Linked DNA regions of Sus scrofa: region 2 is linked to region 1. Evidence: chromatin contacts called from public Hi-C data. All regions are on one chromosome and are shown on one strand. Each heading gives the region's core, a stretch centred on a gene start, on an enhancer-like site or on the middle of the called end of the contact. The rest is flanking DNA. Distances are from core to core; before and after follow the strand shown.

Evidence for each region. Hi-C and Micro-C count contacts between places; a contact is called where the count stands out from the background.
Region 2: a contact with region 1 is called in a Hi-C map of retroperitoneal adipose tissue, with 1.8 times the contacts expected there. The contact joins two enhancer-like sites. A contact is called at or near these places in 3 of 47 Hi-C or Micro-C datasets (heart right ventricle, omental adipose tissue and retroperitoneal adipose tissue) and 1 of 2 datasets of contacts at active chromatin or transcription factors (skeletal muscle).

What each region holds. Positions count from the first base shown.
Region 1 is chr8:40,318,523-40,325,136 of Sscrofa11.1, forward strand. The region is part of intron 6 of LNX1 (E3 ubiquitin-protein ligase LNX); the gene reads right to left. Among named protein-coding and RNA genes, the nearest start is that of LNX1, 150 kb to the right of the region's middle. Within about 2 kb of position 5,354, at least 15 of the 83 cell types and tissues checked have an H3K27ac peak or open chromatin away from gene starts, as enhancers often do. A contact at or near this core is called in retroperitoneal adipose tissue, where this site is marked.
Region 2 is chr8:40,695,778-40,702,547 of Sscrofa11.1, forward strand. No RefSeq gene overlaps it. Among named protein-coding and RNA genes, the nearest start is that of CHIC2, 150 kb to the right of the region's middle. Within about 2 kb of position 4,959, at least 7 of the 83 cell types and tissues checked have an H3K27ac peak or open chromatin away from gene starts, as enhancers often do. A contact at or near this core is called in retroperitoneal adipose tissue, where this site is marked.

The sequences.
Region 1 (6,614 bases), core at 4,104-6,603:
TTCCCCGCCTAATGATGCATTGGCTTGGCTGAACACCACCACTGAAGATGGGGGAGATTACATGTATTACACTATGATGCAAATATTAGTATCAGGGTGGAATTTCTGCTCCAACACCAGCATCGTGATTTTCACTGCTGGTAGTAAATTTTAAGTATTGCTGACATGATTTGAGCAGCATTCACTTCCTAATTATTTAGGAAAATCTACTTTTTTATTTATTGCTTTATTTCTAGGCTGAGTCAGGCATTGACACACTGCTAGTGAAAAGACTCACCTCTAGGTCTGTTCTCTTTGCATTTTAGGGTAGTAGTTGGAAAGGTACACCAGCTTTCCTATTAAAATGGATTTGCCTTAAACCATGTGAAAAAGATACACATTTAAAGGCAGCCAACTTGCGTGAACCCTTGGCACTTTTTATGCAAACACCCAGCAAATTAAAAAGGAATTATGAGCATGCCTATAAATGTTTCAAAATGGTAAACAACACCCTTGAAGTCCTGTGTGTACAATAGCCTTAGCTCCACCCTTCCTTAATTGAATGCATTTTTTTAATCTGAGGGCCAATTTCTAACCCTACGTGCAGTCTGGGTTCCTGGGTGGAGAAGGGAGGGAGGCCGTAGTGTCGCTATCAGTGGGTAGCCAGATGCTGCTGGCTCTTTGGACAGCATTGATTAGTTTTATTCCTTTTATAGCTGTGCACGTGCACACACAGTGAGAAGTTACAAAGGACTGGGATAGAGCCACATCTCAGGCTCCATCAGTATCCTCTCACACTCTGTCTCCCCATTAACTCAATTTTTTTTTGGTCTTTTGTCTTTTTAGGGCTGCACCCATGGCATATGGAGGTTCCCAAGCCAGCGGTCGAATTGGAGGTATAGCTGCTGGCCTATGTCACAGCCAGAGCAACGTGAGATCCGAGCTGTGTCTGTGACCTACACCACAGCTCACGGCAATGCCGGATCTTTAACCCATTGATCGAGGCCAGGGATTGAATCCACATCCTCACAGTGGATAATAGTCGGGTTTGTTAACCACTGATCCATGGTAAAACTCCTCAAAGTCAATTCTGTACCCAACACCAAGCTCTGCCATCAGACTCACGAGACTCAGTGATGCCTGAGCCCCTCAGAGGTGGGAAGTCCCTAGAACTTTCCTTTGCACTGCTTGCCTATCTGCTAAGAGTCCTACCAAACCACACTCTGTCACACAGCCAAGGAAGAGAAGGTCCTTGTAACTGAAAATGGAAAGAGCTTTCAATGAGTAGCATTCCTTCCTTATAAAAATACCCAATCTGGTCCATCTAGTTCCTTCTTTTCAGGTGATGATATGGGGAAGTCAGTGACACAGGTGATCCGAGACACCTGAAAAGAAGTAGTATCCATGAGGACGTGGGTTCAATCTGTGGCCTTGCCCAGCAGGTTAAGGATCTGGTATTGCTGTGACTGTGGTGTAGGTGGCAGACATGGCTGGGATCTGACATTGTGGCTGTGGTGTAGGCTGGCAGCTGCAGATCTGATTCAACCCCTAGCCTGGGAACCTCCATATGCTACAGGTGTGGCCCTAAAAAAAGACAAAAAAATCTAAAAATAGAGCTATCATATGTCCAGCAATTCCATCCTGGGCATATATCCAGAGAAAACTATAATTCAAAAAGATACATGCACCCCTATGTTCATACTATTGTGAACAGTGCTGCTAAAACATGAAAAAAACCTAAATGTCCATCAACAGATGAATGGATAAAGAAAATGTGGTAGGTATATACAATGGAATACTATGCAGCCATAAAAAGAATTAAACAAGGCCATTATTACATCATTTATAGCAACATGGATGGACTTTGAGACAATCATACTAAGTGAGACAAGTCAGACAGAGACAAATATCACATATCTCTTATACGTAGAATCTAAAATATGACACAAGTGAACTTATTTGTAAAACAAAGAGACTTACAGACATAAAGAGCAGAATTGCGGTTGCCAAGGGGGAAGGATGGATTGGGAGTTTGGGGATTAGCAGATGCAAACTATTATATACAGAATGGATAAACAACGAGGTACTATTGTATAGCACAGGGAATTACATTCAATATCCTGTGATAGACGGGAATGGAAAAGATTACAAAAAAAGAGTGTATATATGTGTGTGTGTGTCTGTGTAACTGAATCACTTTGCTGTACAGCAGAAACTAACATAATATTTCAAATCAACTATACATCAATAAAAAAACCAAACCCACAATCACAAAAACACACTCACAAGCCCAGCGCCCAGAACAGAGAGGAAGGGAGAGTGAGGAATACACAGGGGCCTCAGGATGGGTGTCTAATGGCTCCTGGGACTGGGACACTATGCTATCAGCTGTATCTGCACCATTTTCTCCTCGACTGGCCACAAATCCCCTATGTTGGGTGGGACCTCATCTTCAAGCCAAAGAGCCAGGATTGGCAGTGACAGAAAAATACCTTGGGCAGCACTGTCTTTTGCTACAAGGAACAGCGCCTCCTTAAGTTCTGCTGCACTGGGGCTCCTACCAACCCCAGGTAAAATGCCAGGGAGAGACACATAATTGGAGATGCGGTATGAGATCACAACCCCTGTGCTTCCTTTCCGAATAGATCAGGGTTCATCTCTGGAGACCCACCAAATGGCAGTTCAGGTCCAGTTAATCTGAGTAGGTCTTACATTTTATTTATTTTTTTGCTTTTTTAGGGCCACATCTGTAGCATATGGAAGTTCCCAGGCTAGGGGTCGAATCAGAGCTGCAGCTGCCGGCCTACATCACAGCCCCAGCAACGTGGGATGTGAGTCATGTCTGTGACGCACACCGCAAGCTCATGGCAGCACCAGACCCCCAACCCGCTGAACGAGGCCAGGGATTGAACCTGTACCTTCATGGATACTAGTCAGATTCATTTCCTTTGCGCCACCACAGAAACTCTAAGTCTGACATTTTAGAAAAGTCAGTCCACTGGCTTGCTCTGCCGGATAGCTTACGCCTAGTATCATGGCATGTGTTTGGTTAAAGGTTCGTCCCCATGCAGCCTGCGTCTTTCTTGATTCATCTGTGATTCAAAAACTGTGATTGAAAGAGCTTTCAAACTTGCAGGTGTGCAGCTCCCTGGGGACACGACCCACAAGTTCACAAAGCAGGCATCATTAGCATCTAGCCCATGATTTTCACATGTCCAGGAACGGCAGAACATGAACACATTGGAAGAAGGGCCCTTTTGGGGTAGAAAGGGAGAGAGAGGGAAAAAAAAAGGCAACTGCAGACCCTCAGCAGGGACAACGTGTTCTGCAACTTCTGGAACTAATCAGAGGGAGTAAAGCCAAACAGCCCATTGACACTCGTGCAGTGTCATCTGGCCAAGTCCCACAGAGCTGCTTGGTTGAAGGAGATCCAGAAAGACGACGAAATCAACTTGGTCCCACTGAAAGTGGAGTCAGTTCCAAGGGCTTAATCTGTTTCAATTTTTTTCTACTCTAAATATGGTAGATTTCCTGACTATAATCAGATCAGCCATGTAGCCATCCTGCTCCATCAAAGGAGCTCTGGTGCTTTACAGAAACCGCACAGTTAAGGGCTCCCTCTGGTATGGATGGGGCCACAGGGGCTCTGTGCCAAGCGAAGCTGCCTGAGGCTAGATCTGGATGAGGGAGTTGTCCACTGTCTCCTTCCCAGAAGGTCCCCAGCTATATTTCCTACCCTTCTGGTCATCAAGCAGAGTCTGAAGAAGTGGGGACATTATCTTACCTCCTGTCCATAAAAAGATGGATATAGATATTTTACCCATTGAGTTATGTCTGGGCTGATAAAATGCTTTTGTTCCCTAGTTCGTCCCTTTTTTAAAAAAAATTTTTTATCTTTTTGTATTTTCCAGGGCTGCACCTGTGGCAAATGGAGGTTCCCAGGCTAGGAGTCTAATCAGAACTGTAGCCACTGGCCTATGCCAGAGCCATAGCTATGCAGGATCTGAGCCACGTCTGTGACCTGTACCACAGGTCATGGCAATGCTGGATCCTTAACCCACTGATCGTGGCCAGGGATCGAACCTGCAACCTCATGGTTCCTAGTCCAATTTATTAACCACTGAGCCACGACAGAAACTCCTAGTTCCTCCTTTTAAAATCGCCTGTTGGAGTTCTCCTTGTGGTTCAGTGGTGATGAACCTGACTAGTATCCATAAAGATGTGGGTTCAATCCCTGGCCTCTGTCAGTGGGTTGAGGATCTGGAGTTGCTGCGAGCTAAGGTATAGGTCACAGACTCAGCTCAGATCCCCATTGCTGTGGCTGTGGTGCAGGCTGGTAGCTGCAGCTCTAATTCCACCCCCAGCCTGGGAACTTCCATATGCCATGAGTGAGGGCCTAAAAAGACAAAAAAATAAAGAAAAATGACTTGTTTACTATTATATATAGGAATGGATAATAAACAAGTTCCTACTGTATAGCACAGGGAACTGTATTCAATATCTTGAGATAAGTCATAACGGAAAAGAATATATATGTCTAACTGAGACACTTGGCTACACAGCAGAAATTAACACAACATTGTTAATCAACTACAAAAAAATTTTTGAAAAATGCCTTTAAGCATGAGATTTTAGAACTTGAGTAGTATTTTAGAACTTTTGACCTTTTTCGTCGAGCAGCAGGAGCATAATCGGTGTAAGCATTCTCATATTTGCAGAGAATGAGTCAGCTCAAACTTGTTTGGTTTAACCCCTGCTCTGATCCCTTTGGAGTGTATGTGTACATAAGCCTTTAAATACCAGGACTTCAGATACCTGAAACCAATGTTATCAAAGACTGTGTTTGCTGCCTGGCTTAAGATTAAATGTGCATTCAGAGAATGATGACAACAGCTTCTCGTAAGCTGCAGGGGAGTCCACCACAGCGAGGCTGCGCGCTCTTTTTCTATCAGCTCTAGTGAGTGTTAATTTCTTCTGTCCTCCCATGGGTCATCCATGACACAGGTTGAGTTGGCCGTGTGGTTAAGATGAGAAATCTAGTATCTTGAGTTACTCTAGTTCTTTTTGCTGTCTACCAATCAGTACCAAATCCAATGCCATTGAAGAAAATAAAACGACCCTGCAACTCTACTGTTCTCACAGCTCTAAGTGCCCACGGGGCTTCACTTAAAGGTACTCTGATACCAACCACCAAGTCAAGGGCCTCACCAGCTTGTAAATCTTGTGAGGAAGAAGGGTTATTGCATCAGAAACAGAGCTTTTCTGTTGGAGTCGTCACTGGCAAAGAGAAGTTACAGATTTAAGTGTCCTCGTTTATTGGGGTCAAACATTTGTCTTGAGTGATATAAGGGCATTGGAGTAGATTCTAAAAATAACTGGCAGGAATGCGTTCTATGACTTCAGGATTCTCCAGTGGGTGGGTGGAGGTAACAACTGAGTCAGGACACAGAATAAACTTTGAGCAAAATATTCTCTAAAATCCTGTTGACTTGGCAAAGTCACATTCAAAAATAGAGGTTGGGTTGACTAAAATGATTTCTCTGAGGAAAAGAGTGAAAAATGTGTGCCAAACTATTCGCCTAGTGGAAACTTCTCTACACTTTGGGAAATGAAACTGAAGTGGTTTCTAAGAAGCTGATCAGCATATTCCATTTTTAAAAAATGTATACTTCATAATTCTTTAATTCCAGTCTCTAACCATTTATATCAAATGGAACAAGCATACATCTATTCAGAAATATCAGAAAGATGTTAGAAACTCTTAAGATCACCAAACAGTCCTGAATACTTAAGAACAACACGATGCCCAGACAGTGGACGTTGTTAAGCCCAACAGAGAAAAATACACATGAGTTGAAACAGAAGGACTTAGCAATAGTTTTAAAAATCTGTAAGCTCACCCCGAGTCATAAACACATAGGCCAAGAGGCCTGAAGGAACGCAGAGTTAAGTTTTTAAAAGAAGCAAACACTGAAATAAAAATGTTAACACATGAAATGCTAAACTCCCTTTAAAAAAAACTTTCTAAGTATACATGAAAATTGGAAGAATTAAGCTCATGCAGATAGGTTTGGACAAGAAAAAAAAATAGGTACAGGAATATTTGGCAAACACACACACACATAAATCAGCTGCTCCAGGTGACAGACACCCCTGGGGAATAAAAGAATTTGACTAATATGCTTACTGAACAATGGTGCCGTAAAGATGGATAATTATTTCTGAAAAATTACCTTGCACACAGGGGGAATGTCAGAAGATTGGAAAAAGACCAACAGCATGTGATGGTGATAGAGAAAGAAAACAGAAGGAAGGTGTAGTGAAAAGTTAGTGGATGATATATGCCATTGTTGGTTTTAAAACATCATAGTATTAATATTAGGGAAGCAAAAGTTAAAAGGTTCAGAACACCAGGATTGAATGAACAAAGGACAATCCGTATTTATATGACAGTAGAGGAGTTTATCTCGAGAACTTAAACGCACTTCTTGTTAGAGTTAAGAATGGGAAGGGATGGGAGGCAGGACAGTGAGCAGAACATGTCATGTCTTGGGAAAGATGTTATTTTCACTACTCATCTGAAGATTCGAAGCGGGGCTGAAAAGAGCCAGAAATCTCAAACAAACATGGTACTA
Region 2 (6,770 bases), core at 3,709-6,208, 380 kb after region 1:
ATGATCCAGCTCATCTAATTTTCACAACAGTCCCATGAAGTTGGGTTGTAATCCCCATTTTACAGATGAAAAAAAATGAGGCTTAATAACTTCCAGTTTAAAAACTTGCTAGTAGGAGGCAAAGCTAGTGATTGAATCCAGGTCTGGGAAGCCCCCTAATTGCCACACCTTCCAGTCTCCCAAATGTCCGTAATACAAAGTCACTCAGCAAAAGTTTTCTCTTGTAGGAGGGGCAGTAATGCAATGGTATTTTTTCCCCTGTAATCTACATGCTCTAATTTTAGCCAGATTGCCCTTATATTCAGGACAGGCCCAGAGCAAGGGTTCAATGAATACTCATTGATTGGTTGGTTGGTTGATTGGTTGGTTGGTTGGTGGTTGGCTGGTTGGCTGATTGGCTAGTTGATTGGCTGGTTGGGAGAGCTTCTCTGAGGACCATTAAAGAAAGTAAGGCCAACAGTCTGTGGCCTTATGGGGTGGACACCCTTGGCACTGTTGAATCAGAGACCCAGCAGCCTACCTCTGAGACATCCCAAAAGCCTTTCCCTGAAGGTGACAACAGAGCATCCTACATATTAGGACTTCTACCTAACATTAGTAATCCCCAAAGGAGCTCCAGACCTTGGATGGATTGACACCCTGACCTGCTGGGGAGAGAACAGGGAGGAAAGGGACAGAGGAACACTGGAATCTGGGGTGAAAACTCCCTCTCTCCCACCTCTATTTCCACTGTTATACTAAGGACTATACTTTCAGATCAGACTCCAAAAGTCCGTGGCCTTTGCCTGGACCCAAGATAAGATCAATGTGTGGGAGGAAGGGGATGGTTAATCAACTTCTTTCTTTGATGCCTGTGAAACCTACAGGTTTGCTCTCCTTCAAAACGGCATCTCATTTGAAGTGTGGAGACGCATCGTTCCACCACCTGTTTTCTCTGCAGGTCTGAGCTGGAAGGGATCGTAGCTATTTTACTTCATCGCTGCAGAGCCAGCTCTGCCCCAATGCCTGGGCACATGGGAGCCATGCACCATTACTTTTCATTTAAGCATTTGATACCTGCATTCATTGAATGCAGATCAACAGCCCACTATTTGCAATTCCAAACTCAAAAAAACTCTGAAAACCATAAGATTTTCTATCAGCTGACAGCAAGCTCCTTTGACAGGGGCCCTGGACCTGAACAGACAGACATGAGGCTCTTTAAAGTCTTTGTTAATCTCCCTTAACTTATGTAATAGTCATATATTCCATGCCTTTCCCTGCAGGTCAGTAAATGTGTCTGATGACACAATGCTGCCCCAGATCCTTGGGGCTGTTACAAAACCTAGTGGGACGGACCCCTGGACCTTTCTAAGATGCAAAACCTGAATTCTCAAAACACTTGGACCCCACTGGTTTCAGAGAAGGGATCTGGGATGTGCATCTGCTTAGATGTGTATCATGCATTGTCACAGGGACTAAGACTAAATACCATGGTGGGTGGAGTAAAACCAAGGTCCTTGCTCACATGCAGTTTGCTTCCCAGCTAGCCAGGCAATACCACTGAAGCCCATAGACCAGATCATTTCTGAAGAGCTACGTGTTCTGGAAAAACTCCTCAAGAGAATGGGACAGAGATGTAGCAGAGAACTGCTTACTAAGGAGACAAAAACGATGAGAAGGAAGCAGTCATAAGATCTGATCAGGCACCAATACGGATTCATTCTTAGAAGAGGGACCAAGAGGTAATGCCTGATCCTACCTCAGGACCTTTGCATTTGCTCTGTCTTCTGCCAGGATGAAGCAAGTCCCTTAACTCTCTTGAGGCTCAGTTTTCTCACCAGTGCTTTGCTCAGGTGACACCTGTCTATAAAGTGGCAAGGTGGGCACAAGAGTCAGGGCTGTATGATTGAAAGTCACATTTGCAGCTGAGAAGGAAAACACCCATCCCAAGAGGTGGAAGTTCCACCAGGTGGAAGTTCTCTGTGAACCAGAATGTACCACAATAGCTGATATGACCGCAATAGCTGATATGCCATCTCCTCTCCTGGCAGTACAGTCTCAGACCCAGGCAGCCTCTCCCTGAGCCAGGCATGTGAGCCACTCCACAGATAGCTGGACCTGGCCTATGTGTCTGCCGAGTCTCTCCATCCATCTCCTGCACTCCTTCTGCAGGGGCTTGAGTCTCCATAGATAAATGAACATGACAAGGACACCCGACCCCCAGAACCTTCAGCATTGTTCTTGCAGCCACAGTGATGGGTGATGCTGATGCAAATACTCCTTCCTGGGAACTTCCAACTCAGCCCAGACCAGTCCTCCCCAGCCAAAGGGGTTGTTGTTTGAGTGTCCACTTTTAAATTGTTTTGTCGTCATTACTGCTGGTATTGTTGCCTTTCCCCTTTGTCTTCTTGCTTTAGGGAAGGTAGGGGCTGCTCCAGGCGCCATGCTTCTGTCTGGAACGAATGCACCTTTGTTGTGGACAAGCTCTGAGTGGCGGCCTGCCGTGAGCCCAGTGATAAAAATGGGTGAAGGACAGGCAGGATGCAGAAGAGCATGACCAATCACCAAGGGGAGGTTTATGGGCTCGTCCATTTTATTGTGCCATAACCTCCTTCTTTTCAGCTTTAGATGTCAGCAGCTGCTGCCATACTGAATGGCTGATGAGTGGAAGAGACGGCCATGGATCCCACAGCCACGTTTCCCGACCCCCCCAGACGGGGATGGGACACCTCCCTTGGCCAGCTTCTTGAACCCGAGTGAACAAATCAGAGAACATCGGGTGAGTCTGGACAGCAATAGCCAGGAGGAGTTGCCAGTTTCCTCTTGGCTGAGTTGGACGTTGTGTCCCCCATTTCAAAGGGCTGTTCCTCTGACTAAGGGAAGAAAGGATTTATAGACGTGAATGGGGAGTTCCCGTTGTGGCTCAGCAATAACAAACCCGACTGGTATCCATGAGGATGTGAGTTCGATCCCTGACGCTCTTTAGTGGGTTAAGGATCTACAAGTGCCGTGTAGGTCACAGTCACGATTGCTGTGGCTGTGGCGCTGGCTGGCAGCTGCAGCTTCAATTCAATCCCTAGCCTGGGACCCTCCATATGCCACAGGTGCGGCCCTAAAAAAAAACAAACAAACAAACAAACAAAAAAGCTCCTCCTTTATCTTCTGTAATTTCGCATCAGCCTCTGCCAGGGTAGAAACCATATTCTAAATTATCGCAGCATCTTCACTCTCTTTAATAACACCTCTAAAAATGAACACACTTTCCTGTGCACCTAGAAAGGACCTGTCAAGGTCTCTTTCATGCTTCCATTCAGGCTTCCCTGATATTTTCAGTACTTTCACGCTGCTGAGTCTAAAAACGTCCTTTCAGGAAGAACTCTACAGTTTACATGATATTTTCATATGCATCGTCTTCTGGAAGGTTCTGAAAAATAAATTCCTAACATCCTTGTAAAGACCTTGCCGCCTTAGTTCACAAAATAGTCACGGAGTCCTCCCTTGAAATGACTGCATTTCCCACACTTTTTCTGTCTTTGTTGACTTAAGTTCAAAGTCAAGCTGGCAAATCTGTTTTGTCAGATGGGAAGCTGGCTGCTCCTGGTTCAGAAAGGCTCTGTGCATAGCTCACTGCGTTCCCCCCACTAACCAGAAGAATCTGCTGTGTTCCCCAGAAGGTAGCAGCGTCATGCTTTATTTATTTAACGCTACCATGGCTTAAGCCAGTCTGCAGAAAATGTCCTAGAACACGGGGACCTCAGGGCTAAGAGGGATTCCTGGACTAGATCTATATCAGCCCATTCCACATTCCCGTGGAAAAGCTAACTGAACAGTCGTTACACTTTATAGGTGCCTACTTGCCCTTTATTCTTTTAGACAATGTGTACATCCAGTGCCAGCACAGAGCAGTCCCTGGCAGCCCAGCCCTATGGTTTTGGTGAAACGGCGGCAGTTGCAGGGGAAATACGGTAACTCACCGGGCTCCACCCGCACTTCCGGGAAGAGCCCTGGATACAACCCTTGAACGCTACCAGGCAGAGAGGCAGCCCTGTGGCATCCTCGCCCTGCTGGGGCCGCTGGTGATTGAAATGTGTTCAAACTGTGGTCAGAGAAGAAGCGTTGGGAGGAAAAGAAGAGAAGGAAGTCTTTCATCACGACGCCTGCTCTTCTCTTGATTATTTCCTGGGACAGTTTGTCCAACACCAGTCCGTTACCCAAATGAGCGGAAATAACACTCTTTAGTTTCCGTTTCCGGTTTCCTTCATGAACTTACACTGTCACCTGGCTTTTCTCCTAATCTTCCCCCCACAGCTCACCTCTGTTGCCAAATGGTCAGAAAGTTCTCTGATGAGTAAAATGTCATGTAAATGCAAACAATTAATATTCAGTATTTCATTCATGGTCCCAATAAAGAAACTTACAAGGATATTATTTTTTTTAATCCCCTTAGCTTTTGACACAAATGTACATTTTCTTGTTGATAAATGGACATCTCCTTCCCTCTAGTATAGCTGTATTGGACTCAAGGACTAAGGATTCCTATTTCCTAAAGAAAGCATATAAACTCAACGTGACTTTTCTCTTAGGTAGCACCCATTTCAATGATGTGCACGGGGACTCTAGAATTTTCTGTAATTTGTTCTGCTTTCCTCATTGGATAATAATTTTTCATAATGAAATCTTTTGGTGTCAGTATTTCCAAAAGATTGCAACACATTGACAGTTCCTTACCAGGCTGCTGTGGGGCTCTATGCAATTAAGTCAGTAAAGACCTGAGTTTCCGATTCCATCTCCGTATATCTGGATGGAAGCCCTCTTGTAGAGGAAGCATTCTGATCACCACCCAGCTGAGAAGTCCCCGCTTGTAATCTGGCTGATTCTAGACACCTGGGCATAGGCCAATGCAAATGCTTCCTCAAAGGCTTTTAGCAGAAAGAAAAACAACTAAACAGATCTGTTTCCTGACTTTGTGCTTTGATGGATATTTTCTGAGTCTTGAACATACTTTACCCCTGATAATTTAGAGATCTACTGTTGGTGAGAGGATACCATGGATAAGAAGAGTCCTGATGTTCCTTTTGTAAGGATAACACCCCTGGCTTGATGAGACAGGACTTGGCAAGAGCATCTTTGCAGGGCTTTTCAAAGAGTTATGGGATTAGGGAAGGTTCCCTGGGACCCATTCCCTACTGCTCCATTCGTGCTGATAATGACTTGATCTCATCATTTTTTCCAAATGACCTGACACAGCACAAGTTCCCTTCGGAGCAGAATGGAGCTGAAGGTCTGTCTCCAGAACTGTCCTGGGAAAGGAAGGACCCAAAGCTGCAGGAACTCGGGCTAAAATTTAAGAACAGAGTGATTCAGTTTGCAGACCACAAACTTGATTTCCTAGAATTTGAAGCCCCAATGAAGTCTCCCCTTTCCCATCAGAACACATCTTTCCTAGGCGCCTTGATGCCTGATTGCATACACAGCAGGTGCACGGACACAGAAGATGATTAATTGATGCACAGAAGCCTCAACAATATGACGTTTAAAGCTTTCAAACCAAATGAAGTGAATTTTTTTTTTCTTTTTAGGGCTGCAAGTGTGGCATATGGAAGTTCCCAGGCTAGGGGTCTAATTGGAGCTGCAGCTGTGCTACAGCCACAGCCACAGCCACAGCAATGCCAGATCCAAGCCTCATCTGTGACCTACACCACAGCTCATGGCAACACCAGATCCTTAACTCACTGAGCGAGGCCAGGGATTGAACCCACACCCTCATGGATACCAGTCGGGTTCTTAACTCACTGAAACACAAGAACTCCCCAAATGAAGTAATTTGCATTCAGGCACAGAGCCAAGAGGGCTCTAACCTGTCCTCATAAGCTCAGGGCCCCCCAGCACCTCTTCTTCCCTCCCCCCGATCTGTGTACCCCGAAGCCCCTCCAAACATAGGCTCACAAGAAAGAAGTCACTACAAATCGTGATTCAGGTCAACCACTCAAAGAGGGCATATAAATTTTTAATTTCCACATAGGCCTTTTAAAAATGTATAAGTCATTCCAAAAACAGAAAGGCCCTTCCCTGCCAGCACTGCTTTGGTCAGTTCAAGTGCTCTGGCAATTTATTCTGTCCACAAAGTCTCTTCCTTCCTATCTCCCAAGACAGTTACAAGAGCTTCATAACCGAATTATTTGAGAAGTTCTCAAGCTACTCAGACGAAACCATCTCTCCCAAGCAAAGGGTTACCCAGTGGGTAGGGAACCTTGGTCCGTTCCTGCTGACACATTGCTTTCTGCCCGGGTTTTATCTTTTGCTCCCTAGTAATCCAAACGGAGCAGAGAAACTGCCAACAACAGATCCTCTTTTCTGCCTTACACCCGCATTTGAGGGGCAGCACGGAACAACCATCATTAAATGGTTTGGGGTGCAAAGCGGTGGCCCTGGGTAAGCTAAACTGTTTGGGACACCAAAATAAAGATGTCCCAGGTTGCTAAAACAGGGTCACACAGGGAACAATTAAAACGGAATTACACACCAAGGTTGACTGAGCCTTACGCACATTCATCCGGAAGAAGCGGCACAAACCCTGGGCGGACGAAAGAGGGCAGTGTTCGCTGCGTCTTTCATTCCAGCTCTTGGCTCTTATCGAAATGCAACTGAGCCAAGAGAAAACTATGCCCAGCATTTCATAACACAGGAAGTGGGGAAGTAGATTAGATATTAGGCTCTGCAGTCACCACAAAATAAGCAGTGCGTTTGTAAAAGTCACTCTTTTCCCCGCGCTGTGAAAGCCTGACCCA